2 separate regions of the Zea mays genome follow, and region 1 is linked to region 2. Evidence: chromatin contacts called from public Hi-C data. All regions are on one chromosome and are shown on one strand. The core of a region is the stretch at or near the end of the contact, and the rest is flanking DNA. Distances in the headings are between cores, read along the strand shown.

Region 1 (3,578 bases), core at 91-2,590, 310 kb after region 2:
TAATGTATTACTACCACATCAATAATTCGAAACCTTTTGGGGCTTGCAAATATGGGAGGACTTCATAACTTATTTTCAGTTTAGCTTCTCTCTCCAATAACAGATCTCAAAGCAACCTCAATAATTGATGTGATAGGTGAACGTTCCCGTGATTGTAGACAGTTTTTTTTTTTTGCAACAACCATGCGGTTCAAACTTGAAATGGTAAGAAACATTTTGCATGAGACTATAAGGCTAAGCTCCCTTTTCGGTTGCTATTTCAAGTTGCATTACAGACTTCAGTTTGACGTCGCAATAGTTGAAGGCATGTATTCAGCAAAATTGCACTATTGTCCTAGCCTGACCTTGACCTTGACATGCATATCCTGATTGAACTTTCTATTGACTCTTAAATAACTAGTGGTTATCACTTCACACAAAAAAAATGCTTGATCAGAAACACACAACATGAGACACACTGGTAGCATGGTTATGTAGCATCATGCTGATGTACAGTACAATTTCAGTCTAGCTACCTGTCGTCACTCTCATATGAACCATTCTGCTGGTAAGACGACGGAGGGTGCCTCCCTGGGAGTGGAATCCGCAGTGTCTTGTGTGCAAACATCTGGAGATCAGTTGAGAGGCCGTTCAGCCTCTTAATGTCGGCTACCTACACAATCCGAGTACACCAACCATTCCAAAATCAGTTCACCAAAAATACAAAATAGAAAGGAGTTCCACGCAGAACAGCTACCAAGTTAAAGAATGGTGTTGTTGTATATACCATCTGATACTCCAACGTAATATTAAAACCAGAGACCCTACATAATACACAGCAGCACATCACTCCCGTCGCATTACCTCGACACCATACTTGATGGCGACGCCCGCTAGGGTGTCCAGCTTGCGCACCCGGTGTAGCATGTACTGCCCGCACGATGACATCGCCGCCGCCGGCGACGACGCCGACGGGGACGAGGACTGCGAGGGGGACTGTTCGACGGCTACGGTGGCCGCAGCGCCCACCTCCTCGATCTCGCCGAGGCCGCGGGCCCCGCCGTCCAAGGACCCATTGGTGCGCGGGAAGGCCGGGTCCTTGGGCAAATGGGGGCGGATCATGACATCCGGAAGCGCGGAGGGGGGAGATCTAAGCGCGGAGGGCGCAGATTCGGGGGCGGCGCCCCGTGGAATCGCCGTCGGTGCCGGCGGCTGGGGGTGCAGAATAGGAGATAGTGCGAGGAATCGACGAGGAGAGAGGAAGGGAAGGGTGGGAGGGGAGGGGAGGGGAGAGGGGAGCTCTCACAGGTTTGGTTCCTTTGACGCGGCTCGGGGAAGAAGGAAGAAGGGGACGCTAGAAACGTGGCGCACGGGAAGTACCATGCGCTTCGACGTTTTTAATTGCGTCGTCATAAATAAAATATTGAAAATGAATCTCGATTTCTATCTATTTGAAAAATGAAGGTTTTGCCCCATTGGTTTTGAAATGGTCTTTTTATCTTAAAGAAAACCACTGTACTACTAAACTGCACCGCAGCATTAGATAGTTTTTTTAAAAAAATAGTTATTATTTTGCATTTTTTGTTCTATTACGGTGAAGTTCCCCCTCTTTGTTCCAAACTACAAAAGTTTAGTGACTAAACTCACTTAGGACCTATTTGTTTCAGCTTATAGATTATATAATCTAGATTATAATCTAAATTATATAATCCAGATTATAATCTGGATATATTATAATCTATACGTAGTTGTTTGGTAGTTTAGATTATACAAATGTAGATTATTCACAAAGACAACAATACCCTTATTGTTTATTTGAGGTGAGAAAAGAAGGATGACATATATTGTGATTTCTATTTACATTACCATGGGTAGTGGGTCTTTTGCCAAAATAATCTCAAATAAGCTAGTCTTGAAAAGATTATGATAATCTGAAGTTTAGATTATATAATCTGAACTCATAATCTATGTGTTTGTTTAACTATTAGATTATTTGTGCTGGATTATATAATCTGGAGAGATTATAATCTGAAACAAACAGTGCCTTAGTCACTAAACTACAAATAGAGAGACTAAAGGCCTTCTAAAATTTAGTTCTTTAGTCACTAAAACAGTGAGTAAAGTAGCACTTTTACTGGATTTGCCCTTTCTTCACCCTCTCTCTCCTTACATTTTGCTTCTTGCCTTGAAGTAGGGGTAATACAGTCTTTGTGCATAGTAATTAATGATTTTAGTCACTTTTACGTGTGTACTTGAAATGAAACCACATTATGTCATATTGATCGATGTTCGTCAATATTAATAAAATAAAGCAAGTACTGGTCGCGCGGGCTAGCCCTACCACGCCAATCACCTAGCCGCTAATAAGGATTTAAATCTTGATTATTGGCTTCACATTCATATTCACCTAACCAATAACCACCTAACCAATAACCAATAGAACACACATTTTTGTCTTATTAAAATAAAGTCGACTTATATAGTAGAAACTGCAGCAATGCATGGCTGACTAGTAAAAATTTAAAATAGAGCGCTTGAGTAAGAAAAGGGCAATGTTAAACAAAACTTCTATATATTAATAGGATATTTGGTTTGAGCAATGCATGGCTGACTAGTAAAAATTTAAAATAGAGCGCTTGAGTAAGAAAAGGGCAATGTTAAACAAAACTTCTATATATTAATATGATATTTGGTTTGAGGAATGAACTAGTCCATCATCTTCTCACTTCTCACTATTTTTGTTTGGTTTATGGAATGAAATGAGTTTTCTCACTCCTCACTATTTTTGTTTGGTTTGTGGAATGGAATAAGTTGAACCATCACCACCTCATTCGTCATATTTAATTAGTTAGTACTAATATGAGGAATAGAGTCATCCCACCGAATTTAAGGAATGAACCTATGATGCACTAGCTCAATTTAAATGTAGTGATTCCTTAAACCAAACACCCCCTAACAATCTGTGTAACCGTGGTGGCTCTACGCCTCTGCTGCTGATTGCGACACATGTACAAGCATTATGGCCACAGCTTGATCACGCTGCACAAAACTCTTGCTCGTACTATTTCACATACATACTGACTCTCCATGTATAAAAATTATCAATATGTGCTCAAAATCCTAAACTATTTGCGACTGCATACATAACTTTACATCTTTGAGGTGCTTTAGTTCTACTTGCTATGAGAAACACAGAAACTGGCGGTGGACGAGCAGAGGAGAAACGTAATTAGTAAGTATGATGCGCCCGCGGCTCACCCATGTTGGCAGGATGATATTCCTCTTGCGACTGCGATCTCTTTTCCACCCTTGTGGCAAGCTATCAGAGTTGGGTGGAGATGCCACTGATTCATGCCAGGCGCCCTGTTCTCCACATCAGAATCTGTACTCGATGCCAGGCAACTCCGGTTGGCTCCAAACGCAGCTATGCTGAAATTATAATGGCCTGCTAAGAGGTGCAAGAAATCAAGTTATGTTTGATGCATTGTGAAGATGGTAGGCAGGTGTAACTTCAGAGTACAGCAAAAAGAACCAACGCATAGTAGCACACGACTACACGACCCCTGAACATAAACTGACCTAAAACCTTCAGGCATCAA
Region 2 (3,480 bases), core at 561-3,060:
AGTTTGGATCTCAACGCCTTCACCAATATAATATTGACAAACGCCTGTACCATCAGACAGTTGCCAAAGCAAAACTCAACATCATAACGTAGTTGTTTCCATGTGAAACACATGGACAACAAAACTCAACCTCATAACGTAGTTGTTTCCATGTGAAACACATGGACCACAAACACATGGACGACTGAAGGATCACCTGAGCAATCCACAAGTAAAAATTTGACACCTAGAGAGAGTACAATCTACAATGTTCGCATGAGCGGTTGAAACCAGCCTACCCTAAAGTTGCAAAAAAATAGTTTCCTTTGGTTTCTCAGAAACTTGGCACAATTATTGCGAAATTAGAACTAGAGTTTTTTTATCAAAATTTTTTTTCTTTCAAAACAACTTCAAGTCCACAAGATAAATTGTACAAAAGAAACCAAAGGTAAAACACTTTTAGGTCTCCTTTAAAATGTAGAAATTTCAGAAGAACCATATAAAAATTTCGTAGAAATCAGCTTATTTTATAGAAAAAAAGATAGGAAATGGAAAGAAAAAAATCCCCGTCGGAACTTGGTAAACTGATACCTAAATTTTCAAAATCCACCTTCGGTAGAACTTTTTAAAAGCGGGAAGATGCTCTTTGCCGAACATTTAGATGGTATCGGCTGAAATTATTTAAACCAATCCCCAACTGATATGAACACTGTTCGAGTGAGTGAGGCATATAACTGGCTTTACTGTTTGCGCAGTTCAGCTTAATCCGTGATTCCGTGTACAAGGGCAGCTGTACTTACATAGGTCTGTGTAATCTTGAAGAGCCAACTTTTTGTCCAAGAACATTATGATTCTCACTTTCCAATACTAAAAAAAAGGGGTTCTGGGTTCTCGATCGATCAAAGTTGTTTTATTTTTTGGTTTCCCTTTCCATCGCCAGAGTTTTTCTTTCCTCCTGCTCTCGTTTCTTTCTCCACCCCCGCATCCCGTCAGTGAATCCAAGCGGCAAGCAAGCTCTGCTTGAAGGCGCGGATCCTCTCCAGGCACCGTTGGGCGCGCTCGATGGCCGTGTCTGCCGTGTCCTTTGTCCCTCCCGGCGGCTGCGTACTCGCCCACCGTCTCCGCTTCCCCTCCTCCCGCTCCCGCATGCTGCCACGCGGCTTTCTCTTCCGGGTCGACGACTCTGCACAAGTTCCTCGCAAGGTGAGTGAGTGAGCGGCTGATGGTGATGGCTGGATCATGCATGCGCTGGCCCCGTGGCAGGGAACGAGACAGGAAGGGTGCATGACATGGCATGGAGCGGACAGCGGAAGGCACGTGCAGGACGAACCTTGAGTGCACACGGGCACCGTGGTCGAAGGAGCAGCAGCAGGCTGGGACGAGGCGGCCGGAGTGGGATCAATGACGGCGCCGGCGCCGGCGCGCGGTGAGACGAGCGGGAACGCTGCCTCGTCCAAGCCGGGGTCGGCCACGAGGCGCTCGAGCTCGGCCTTGAGCGGGGCGAAGCGGCCCGGGTGCGCCGCCTCCAGCTTCGCCAGCTCCTCGCCCGCCACCTCCGCCATCCACGCCCAGCGGCCCGCCGATGCCATCTCCCTCGGCGCGCGAGGCGCAGAGGCAGAGGCAGCGGCAGGCAACAACAGGTACCTAGAGACGGGAGTGACTGGGTAGCAGTGGTTCCTGGAGACGTCGTCGCGAATGCGCAGCTACCGCGAATCCACGCCAAGTCGCCAAGCGCGGTGCAGGAGGAAAATCGGATGCGTGGGACGAACTTGGATCGAAGCGATTTCGATTGACGCGGACCGCCGATGGCGGTGACTGGCACTGATTGTTTTGATTTGGCACGAGCTCGACTTGACCAGTCGACCCTGACCGCGCGGCCTGAGGCCTGTGGCCTGCTGCAGGGCAATGGGCCGAGCGCACGGCCGGCACGGGCCACGGGGCGAGTGGAAGTTGGAACGCGCGCGGGTCTTGTCGGGCGCGGCGCCCGCTCGCGCAGGGTGTAGTGCGCAGCTCAGCACCTCTCATCGGGCCTCGCTTCCCGGCTTCCCCCGGCTTTTCGAGTCCTGCTCTGCGTGCAGCGTCCTGTTGCTCTTTCCGATGTGAGTACTAGTACTACTGTACTACTAATTGCTTCTGCCACAGGAGGCCAGCAGTCTTTCTATCCTAGTTTTTATGTCACTCTTTATTTTAAACTTTAAAAATAATGAAATAATGTTTTGAGATATTTTAAACTTTACTGTAATTAGTGGGTGCAAAATACTCCGGTTGTTTTGGAGTCGCTGAAGATAGCGTAAGCCTAGTCCGAATTGCCCTACTCTACCAGCACTGCGGGCGAGTCCGGCCCGACCACAAACTCCAGACATGGCTCAATCCCGTTATGTTCAGCTTGGAACCACTAGCGTTTGTTGAAAAAGCAGTTTATATGAGAAACCGGTGAAAAAAATACATTCTACTTAAGCCTCCTTTGGAACCCAGGAATTTTATAGGAATGATATAGAAATTTCATATGAGTTAGTTCAAAAACACAGGAAAAACACAAGATTAATAAAATAATCTTTTGTTCCAAAGGACTTATTGTTTGTTTTTAGTTCATTTTGGTAAACAACTAAACTGATAAGCTGCGGCAGAAACATCCTGTTTGGTACAACTCCTGCTTAAATCTGTGAAAAGGCTGTGAAATAAGTTGTGTCAAATAGGACCATACTCCCACCTATCCGCTCTCACTTCGGCAAATCCTGACGTTCATGTCTCGCTTTATGAGACACTATCTTCCTACAAATCATAATAATCAATCCTCATTTGCTCCCACCTCTAGCTGTGGCGTTGCTCTTGCTTCTCTTGATGTCGTCTAACATTTTTGTCGTCTCTCTCGTTGTTCTCCTCGTTTTTATGACCTCTTCGTTGTTGGATATCCCACGTATGAGCTGCTCCTGCTCCTCCAGGCCACGTGATCCTCCCTCCTCAAAACCCTAATAACATTCTACCTCGTCTCTCTCTCCCATGTCTCTCTGCATCTCGCTCTTGCGTCTCTCTTCTCTGTATAATATGATCGTCACATCGCTTGTGTCATCCCATCTTCAGTGACCTTCATTATTAGCTCTTGTAGATCTTCTCGTGTCCTTCTCACCTTTCCTACTCTTGTTTCATCTCGATATTGTTCGATGTCTGTCATCGACCTTTCTCATTGTTCCTTGTCCATCGAGGCAAGTCTCTAGCCGCCAAGCATCTTCATCTTCGTATCTCTAGCTTCGAGCTTCGAATGTGTAGGTTTGTAACATGAATCCTAACCCTAGATCTCTTTGATTTGTAACATCAACCCTAATTCTATCTTGTTTTGTGTCTAAGATTGGTTACATGTCATCGTCTAATGCTAGGTGCGTTCTGTTGGTGCCACACGTGCCATTGATGGAAAGTGTCGAGTGGGAGGAGAAAACGACATTCGAGATGGCAATGGTCGAAGACAATGTTGGCTGCCCTATAGAACCATCAACAGAGATCTCA

Evidence for each region. A called contact is a pair of places that touch in the nucleus more often than the background predicts.
Region 1: a contact with region 2 is called in a Hi-C map of leaf, with 5 times the contacts expected there. The contact joins the promoter of LOC100283704 here to the promoter of LOC100277976 in region 2. A contact is called at or near these places in 3 of 25 Hi-C or Micro-C datasets (ear, leaf and tassel).

The regions. Positions count from the first base shown.
Region 1 is chr5:27,691,924-27,695,501 of Zm-B73-REFERENCE-NAM-5.0, forward strand. It overlaps LOC100283704 (lysM domain containing protein), which reads right to left and starts at 1,341. Exons shown (of 3, transcript NM_001156603.2): 1 at 844-1,341; 2 at 516-652. The coding sequence starts at 1,101. It overlaps LOC100304395, which reads right to left. Exons shown (of 12, transcript NM_001165831.1): 12 at 2,999-3,424.
Region 2 is chr5:27,384,147-27,387,626 of Zm-B73-REFERENCE-NAM-5.0, forward strand. It overlaps LOC100277976, which reads right to left and starts at 1,811. Exons shown (of 2, transcript NM_001151405.3): 1 at 1,310-1,811; 2 at 677-1,162. The coding sequence starts at 1,568. The coding sequence ends at 969.